Regions from separate parts of the Mus musculus genome. Here region 1 is linked to region 2. A link is a contact called in public Hi-C data. All regions are on one chromosome and are shown on one strand. The core of a region is the stretch at or near the end of the contact, and the rest is flanking DNA. Distances in the headings are between cores, read along the strand shown. Region 1 holds the start of Fgf15 (fibroblast growth factor 15). Region 2 holds the start of Nadsyn1 (NAD synthetase 1).

Region 1 (4,246 bases), core at 582-3,081, 1.1 Mb after region 2:
TCTCCGTGTGAAAAGCACAGGCTCTTCTATACACAGAGAGATCTTAGGACTCCTATGTCTACTCTTCCAAACAACACAAGTTAAGCCCAAAAGCAGGCTGATGTAACTGGCAAGAGTTCACCATGTGCCCAGGGAGTAGCCATCTGTGGATCCACTGTCACTCCTGTGCTCTGAGACAGGCCATCCTGCCTTTGTCACAAACAAGGCTCCATCTTCACCTCTTACGATGTGCATCCTTGGGGGCGCTCTGTCACTTTCCAGAGTCCCATTTTCTACCTTGTTCAGAGGTGGAAGTAAAACCCGCCCTGGAGAAGAATGTTCTTATGGCGGCCCCCAGTGACCCAACAGACTTTCCTCTGATCACTCCATTACCAACATCTCTAACTCTTCTGGGAGTCCCTGAGAAGGGCGCAGAGTGGGGATGGGGTGCTGCCACCCGCATGCCACCCTCCAGCCCAATTTGGGGGGACTCTTCAGTAAAGCCTCTGCCAACCTCCCTGGTACCCCACATTTATCACGGACATTAAAACAAAAGCGTCAGGAGAAGGCAATTAAGATTAATAGCCCGCGCTGTCGATTGAGAATCACAAGGGAGAAGTAATTAGATTTTACAGGAGACATCGCTCTCTAAAACAAGCCTCACAGCATGGGAGTCCCCGGTCCTGAGAGCCTTCGGTGATGTCTTTTTGTAAAGGCTTTCCTGATGACATTCTCCCAGAGCTCCGTCATTAATGCCAGTCACTGATGGCGTCTGAAAGTGGCGTGTTCCTCATTGAGATTCATCAGATCTGCCATTTCTCTGCTGTCCCGCCCCTGCAGACAGACCTCCCATCACCACGGAGCTAGGCCAGTACCTTTTTACCCAAACCAGCCTCCTGGGGCCCCACATACAGGAGTTGGGGGGTTGGAGGCATAATGAGAAAGGATAAGCGCTGAGCCAAAGCCCCCTGCGAGGACCCTTTCTTTCAGGCAGGGGAATTCTCTGCAGGCTGCCTCCTTTTCTTTGCAAGAGCGGCTCTAGGAGAAGCCCCCATTCTCCTCCCACCTGACCGGCCGCCAGCAGCGTCCACCGTTGCTCCTAGCTGGCCCCCTCCTCTCCGGTACGCAGCTGTCCCCCGCGCACAGACTCAAGGGCCTGATCATCGACCCAAGAGGGGATCCCGCGGCCTGCCGTGCTTCTGCACGCTGGTCAGTCCACCCTTCTCAAAAGTCGCAGCCCCAGTGACATTCCACTTGTGGAGTCCACGCGCGAGGCAGGCAGAGGACGTGCAGACAGCGACTGGCAGCACATTGGAGACCGAAACTAGGGCTGAAGCGCCACCTAGTGCGTGCGACACGTTCTCACGAGGTCTCCACCTTGTAGGGCAAATATCCATGAAAAGGGAGCCTAGGTCTGGGGCCGGGAGAATGAGGGAGGGTAGGATCTGCGATAGCGTGCTAAAGGAGAGATTCAAGACTCAAACAGGGGGCTACGGAGGCAGAGCTCTGCGTGCCTTCTAGTCTCTGTGACTGTCCCACGCGCATCCCTCTGAAAGCCCAGGGCCTGAAGACCTCAATAATTAATAGTAAAATTAAAATAGCCTATTCAATAACCACCAAGATACTGTGCATTGAACACTTGCTCCCCAGGCCAGGGTCGCAAAGGGGGGGCTCCTCCTCTGCCAGATCTGGCCGGCCTGGGCGGGGTCACTGGGTTGGGGCTTGAATGGGTGTGTGCGGGGGGCGGAGACTTGATGCAATTAGGAGGAGAAATGCTCTGATGCCCGGGTCACCTACCCGCGGGGCCCGCGGGACGAAACGTATATAAGGCCGCGTGCCCGGAGCCACCCCACTGTCGGAGCAGTAACTCTGTGCGCCCCACGCCACAAGCGCCCAGTTGCTTTGTGGGTTGTGCCTGCCCTGCGCCTGCAACTTGAGTCCCCGCCGCATCGCAGTCTCCGCGCCACCTTTGTAACGGCCTTCAGGACCCCGAGGTGTCATGGCGAGAAAGTGGAACGGGCGTGCGGTGGCCCGAGCCCTGGTCCTGGCCACTCTGTGGCTGGCTGTGTCTGGGCGTCCCCTGGCTCAGCAATCCCAGTCTGTGTCAGATGAAGATCCACTCTTTCTCTACGGCTGGGGCAAGATTACCCGCCTGCAGTACCTGTACTCCGCTGGTCCCTATGTCTCCAACTGCTTCCTCCGAATCCGGAGCGACGGCTCTGTGGACTGCGAGGAGGACCAAAACGAACGAAGTGAGTATCATTCAGCCCGTCCCCTCCGGTCCCTTAGGACCCAGAAGCACGTGGGTGTGTCGCCGTGGCCTTAACATCCTCCCACCCCTGACTTCCAGACTGGAGCTGGGGAAGGGCGATGCAGTGTGGCCCCGCTGTACTCACGTGTTGCTGGGGCCCGGCAACATCTTTCTCTTGCTCGCAGATTTGTTGGAATTCCGCGCGGTCGCTCTGAAGACGATTGCCATCAAGGACGTCAGCAGCGTGCGGTACCTCTGCATGAGCGCGGACGGCAAGATATACGGGCTGGTGAGTGTTCCTCCACGCGGCGGGATGCTCGCGGCCGCGTTGGGTCCGTATTGTTTTTGTTTGTTTGTTTGTTCTTTCGCCTCCTGCTCAGGTCCAAAAGGAACTTCGAGGGCAAGGTACCAATGATAGTGGGGCTAATATTGCTCTTGCCCGCCCTGCGTAAAGTGATGGCCCCAGGCTGTAGCGGGGGAGCAGGGAGACCAGAGAAGCTGTCTAATCTTCCCAAAGACTGGGCTAACTGCTGAGTCCCATTCAGCTTTCGGCCCCTTTGATACTGAACAGGAAAGCCTCCTCTCCTGGCTTTGCGTGTTCGTGGTCCTCGATTTCCTCCCCCTCCCTCAAATAAAAAAGAAAAGAAAAAGGAAAGAAGGGTCTTTTCAATCAATTTTTCTTAGGTCCATGGTGTGATGCAAAAATTAGATACTTTAGAAAGTACCCAAGATGCTCATCTGCTTGTGACCTGGGGGAACTGGAGTGAGGCGAGATGGCTAGGTTCACATAACCCCTAAAAATCGGTAGTCATGAAGTATGTAGGCTAGTGCTCTGTAGGAATAGAGGCTGGGTTCAAAGAAGCCTTCAGCCCTACCTCTGGCAGTACCAGTGCGAGGTCCCCCAGTGGGGAAGGATGGCTACCGGACTTAACGTTTTTGTTGTTTTGTTTCTTTAAGAGTCCCCAAATTGTCTGTGGCTCTGAAGTTGATTTATCTACATGAAAAGACCACAGAGAAAGGAAAGAAAGAAAGAAAGAAAGAAAGAAAGAAAGAAAGAAAGAAGGAAAGAAAGAAAGGGGTCTGCAGAGAAAGGAAGGGGCTTCAGAGGAGGGGGTCCCCTGCCTGGCTGAAAGCTGACACCCAGGCCCAAGCAAATCTCCTGCCTGTATCTTCCTGAAGTCTTTATTTGTGCTGGGCAAGGAGTCCGACCTCCATTCTGCACTAATGTAAATAGTGTAGGAAGGCCCCATGGGAGCTTTGCCCCCCAATTCTAGTGCCACCCTGGATCTGGTGGGCATAATTCATTTCAGACTCTCCTTTTTAAAAATAGAAGCCCCATAATCCATTGTTTCTATATGGAAAAAAAAAAGAGTGACCAGTTGTCCATATGAATTCTCCAGGAGAAATACATCCTGTGTTTATCTACAGTTCACATTTTTTTTCAGGGAACATGGCCCCTCCTGCCTGGTGGCTCTGTCTCAGTGCCATCAGCCAGGGCAGGAGCAATTGGTTCCTGGAATTAGCCTGTTATCAGAGCCTTATCTGCCAACTGTCTTCTACCTGCAGTTCAATGACCTCTGCATGCTTAGGCAGACACAGCCTGTGCTTATTGAGCCATGTAGGCTCCCCAAGGGAATATGGCACCAGTCTGGGAGACTACCACTGGTACCTCAAGCCTGGGGACTAGGAATATTCTGGTACTTAGGATTAGGGACAGCTTCCCACTGCATTCATTTCCGGCCACCCACAGAGTGTGGGCTTGGTCCCTGGCATGGTGGGCGGGAGGAGTTGCGGATTATCCGGCAGATCCAGGACAGCTGCCGGCAGATCCAGGGGGCTTCTCTTCTCACAATGGTAGGAGACTCAACCACCTAAGCATTAGAAAAGCTTCCTGAGCTGCAGGTCTAGACAGAAAGGATCCCTTTATCCCTGGTCCCAGGCGAGGCTGCAGTTACTACCCAGAAAATGTAATCTAACCAGGAGCAGGGTTTTGGAAAGTTGATAATGATCAGATTT
Region 2 (3,859 bases), core at 1,009-3,508:
AAACACAGACCCACCATGTTAAATACCACAGGAGGCCACTGCATACAGCTCTGCAGCTGGAGCTATAAAATCAAGGTGTCTATCAAACTAATGTCTGCTACAGGTTGCTCCCTCCTTCAAATACGGTACCTCTAATAACTCCTCCGAATTCTGGCTCCGATCAGTTAGCAAAGAAGGCACCTGGAAGGTGGCCTAATGTCAGGGAGACAAGCAGGCTTCCTGGGACCTTTATATAATAAGATACCACTCACAGTGATTTAATACCGCCCCCCCCCCAAGTCTGCCTCTAAACACCATCACCCTGGGATGGAAGAATGTTGGCGGGACATTGAAACCTCAGCATCAGGGAAGGTGAGGCAGGTTGGCTTTATGTTCAACCTCACTCCCCTATTGAACCATGAGGAAGCCTGAAGTTATCCAGCTTCCCCAACCCGCCCGGAACAAGGCCCACTCTCAAGCTGCTGCCATCCTAAATGCATCTTCTTGCTCTCAGTTCTGCCCCATTTCTTCCCATCTTTTGTTCCACTACCTGCCCTCCAAAGGGTGGGGGTTGGGGCTGCCGGTGTGCTTAGCCATACCATATTTCTAGTTCTGGTCCAAGCCTGTATCTTGCACCTTTGCCTTTGGCAATTTGAATACCTATATGGAGAGAGAGGGAGGGAGAAGGATTCAGCAGCTAGGATACATTAAAAGGTAGAAAAAGCAGGCTGCTGTGGTAGATACAGCCAAAGCCAGGCTCCAACCAACTACAGCCCTTTCTGTTAATAGCAGAGGACAACAGGCACCTATACCCACGTGTAGGTATTCAGAAACAGGGAGGGTAGGGTGACCTTAGTACTAGGAGGGTAAGCCACACCTTAATGGATAATCATTAAGCAGACACCCAAATTGGCTATAAGGAAAAGCTGTAGACAGGATGTGAAGGCTTCCATCCCTAGGTTGGTGTCAGCATCCAGCACCCAGGTTGAGAGCTGCTGCCAACATGCAGGCAAGGCAGCCCATCTTCACCGCAAAGACATAGACTCTGACCACAAAATCAGGTCAAAAATTACTTTAAAAAATAAAAACGCCTGGGCTAGCCAGATGTCTCCGTAGGTAAAGTCACTCGTTGGTAAGCCTGACAAGTCTGAGTTCACTTAGACCAGTGGTTCTCAACCATCCTAATACCATGGCCCTTCAATACAGCTCCTCATGTTGTGGTGACCGTCTGCCCCCTCCCCCAACTAATTTTGCTGTTATAAACCATAATGTAAATATCTGAGAGGCTCGATATCTGATATTTGACCCTTGCCCAAGAGTCATTTGGCCCTCACAGGGGTTGTGGCTCACAGGTTGAGAACTGCTCACTCAGACCCACAAGGTGGAAGAGGACAGCTGACTCCTGCAGGTTGTCCTCTGACCTCCACATGCACATTATGGCGTGCATATGTACATGAAATAAATAATACATTTGGGTTTTTCTTGTTGTTTTGCTTGTTTCTTGTTTTTCCTATTTAGCCTTCCTGCAGAGGCTTCCAGCACGGATAACCTGAGGTGAGCAGTCTGCAGCTGGGCACAGAGTATCCCCAGTTCTATCTTCTGGGGGCAATGATGAGCTGACCTGAATGTCAACAATACAGGTATATGGAACGCCAACACCCTTCTCTGACCTGAGACCTCTTCTGGCTTCAGTATGCCTTCTCCCAATGCCAATCCATGAGGAATGTCCTCAGGAGCCCTAGAACACGGATCTCTAGTCTTTGCAAACGCCTAGATCTCAATGAAACAGTTCCAAGAATGCGCAGCCCTGCCCCAGGTAACCTTAGAGAGACCCACCAGATCCTAGAGGATGGATGAGGGCAGTGTCTGCCTGGCTGGCAGGGCACTCCTATTTCCACTCTTGCCTTGCTTCCTCACATGTCCCCCAAATTAGGAAGTCGCCCTGAAAGCTCACCAAGCATTACCCTTCTATCTGTTCCCACGCCCAGCGCTGTGAGTCTCTCCTGGGCAAAGCTGGCCTGGACTGCCATGTCCTACCCATTGTGGACTTTGACTTCTTCCTGTCTCCCGCCACCCCAAAACTCACTCTTTAAAATCCTCTGGAAATTGCCCTCAAAGTCCAGGGCCCACTGATTGAGTGCACAGGTGGCCACGGTCACTTTCCGGCCCATGCTGGTTACAGGTTCCAGGCTGGGACGGTGTAATAACGGAGACCACAGGGAAGATACTAGCCGGACTGTCCGGTCTACGCCTGCGTAGCTTGGTTTCCTAGAGGCCCCTCCCCACGGCTCGCCATAGCCCCGCCCCTCTGCCGTCATAGCCCAGCTTCTGCACCGCCTCCAGAACTGCGCCGGCGCAGACCGTGTCTTACCCGGAAGCCCCGTCCTTTCGCCCTCCACAGCCACACCCCTTCTCACTTTCGCAGTGCGCGCCCTTCCGTGAGACCCCGCCCCCGCGGAGATCCTGCACAAAGCGCACCCTTTAAAGTAGGGCCCTAAGGAGCGCCTGCGCAGTAAGGTTGTCTCAGCGTCCCGCTGTTGCCCAAGGTCAGAGCGTCCTGGATCATTTCCTTTGCCATCTGAGCGACTTTTGATAGGTCATGAAAGGCTTGTTTTCTGCCACCAAAAGTAATGTCAGGTTTGCTTTCTGTCGCTGTGATGAACACGTGGCAAAAAGCAGCTGGGGAGGAAAAGGGCTCACTTCACCTTATAGCTCATAGTCTGTAATGAAGGGAAGTTGAGGCAGGAACTGAAGCAGAGACCAAAGAGGACTTCTGCCCACTGGCTTGCTTGAAGGCTTACTCAGCCTGTTTTTTTTTTTTTTTTGCACCACTGAGGACCACCAGCCAGGGGTAGCGCCACCCACAGTGGGCCAAGGCCGTCACATCAATCATCGGTTATGAAAATGCTCCACAGACAAGCACAGGCCAGTCTGATGGAAGGGATCTCTCAAAGTTTCCACTTCGCAGGTGTGTTCAGTTAATTTGTGTCAATTTTGTCAGTAGGAGCTCACAGAGAGCTCACAGAGGGAATGGGTGTGTCCTGCTTCTTTGGCTCACAGCAGTCTGGATTCCCTGTGCATCAACCTGAGCCCTTTCTCATTCCTGTCCCTTTTGCGTTTGGGTAACACCAATCAAAGTAGATACAACTTTTTTTTTCCATTTTTTATTAGGTATTTAGCTCATTTACATTTCCAATGCTATACCAAAAGTCCCCCATACCCACCCACCCCCAATCCCCTACCCACCCACTCCCCCTTTTTGGCCCTGGCGTTCCCCTGTACTGGGGCATATAAAGCTTGCGTGTCCAATGGGCCTCTCTTTCCAGTGATGGCCGACTAGGCCATCTTTTGATACATATGCAGCTAGAGTCAAGAGCTCCGGGGTACTGGTTAGTTCATAATGTTGTTCCGCCTATAGGGTTGCAGATCCCTTTAGCTCCTTGGCTACTTTCTCTAGCTCCTCCATTGGGAGCCCTGTGATCCATCCATTAGCTGACTGTGAGCATCCACTTCTGTGTTTGCTAGGCCCCGGCATAGTCTCACAAGAGACAGCTACATCTGGGTCCTTTCGATAAAATCTTGCTAGTGTATTGTAGTGGCTATTCCTGGTTGTCAACTTGACAATATTTGGAATGAACTACAATTCGGAATTGGAAGGCTCACCAGTGACCCTTATCTGGAGGCTTGGAGATCCTTATCTGGATCTTGGTTTGAAGATCTTGAGCCATAGTGGCTATGGATTCCAGAAGATTTAATCTCCGAGTTAAGGAACACACCTTTAATCTGGGCTATGCCTTTCATTTGGGATTAAAGGTGTGGTGGAACACACCTTTAATCTGGGCTACACCTTTTGCTGGAGACAATATAAGGACATTGGAAG

Evidence for each region. A called contact is a pair of places that touch in the nucleus more often than the background predicts.
Region 1: a contact with region 2 is called in a Hi-C map of cortical neurons, with 3 times the contacts expected there. The contact joins the promoter of Fgf15 here to the promoter of Nadsyn1 in region 2. A contact is called at or near these places in 2 of 39 promoter capture datasets (hippocampal neurons and pre-B cells), 3 of 484 Hi-C or Micro-C datasets (the N1E-115 cell line, cerebellar granule neurons and cortical neurons), 4 of 115 datasets of contacts at active chromatin or transcription factors (astrocytes, bone marrow-derived dendritic cells, forebrain and 1 more) and 1 of 9 other capture datasets (adipose tissue).

Annotation. Positions count from the first base shown.
Region 1 is chr7:144,894,701-144,898,946 of GRCm38.p6, forward strand. Fgf15 (fibroblast growth factor 15) reads left to right here and starts at 1,832. Exons shown (of 3, transcript NM_008003.2): 1 at 1,832-2,231; 2 at 2,416-2,519. The coding sequence starts at 1,979. Gm26793 (a long non-coding RNA gene) reads right to left here. Exons shown (of 2, transcript XR_003946907.1): 1 at 2,376-4,246; 2 at 1-2,205. RefSeq lists a promoter at 1-1,917, enhancers at 418-464, 439-981, 439-790, 811-843 and a cis regulatory region at 1,684-1,698.
Region 2 is chr7:143,820,594-143,824,452 of GRCm38.p6, forward strand. It overlaps Nadsyn1 (NAD synthetase 1), which reads right to left and starts at 2,259. Exons shown (of 21, transcript NM_030221.2): 1 at 2,066-2,259; 2 at 579-639. The coding sequence starts at 2,150. Dhcr7 (7-dehydrocholesterol reductase) reads left to right here and starts at 2,574. Exons shown (of 9, transcript NM_007856.2): 1 at 2,574-2,947.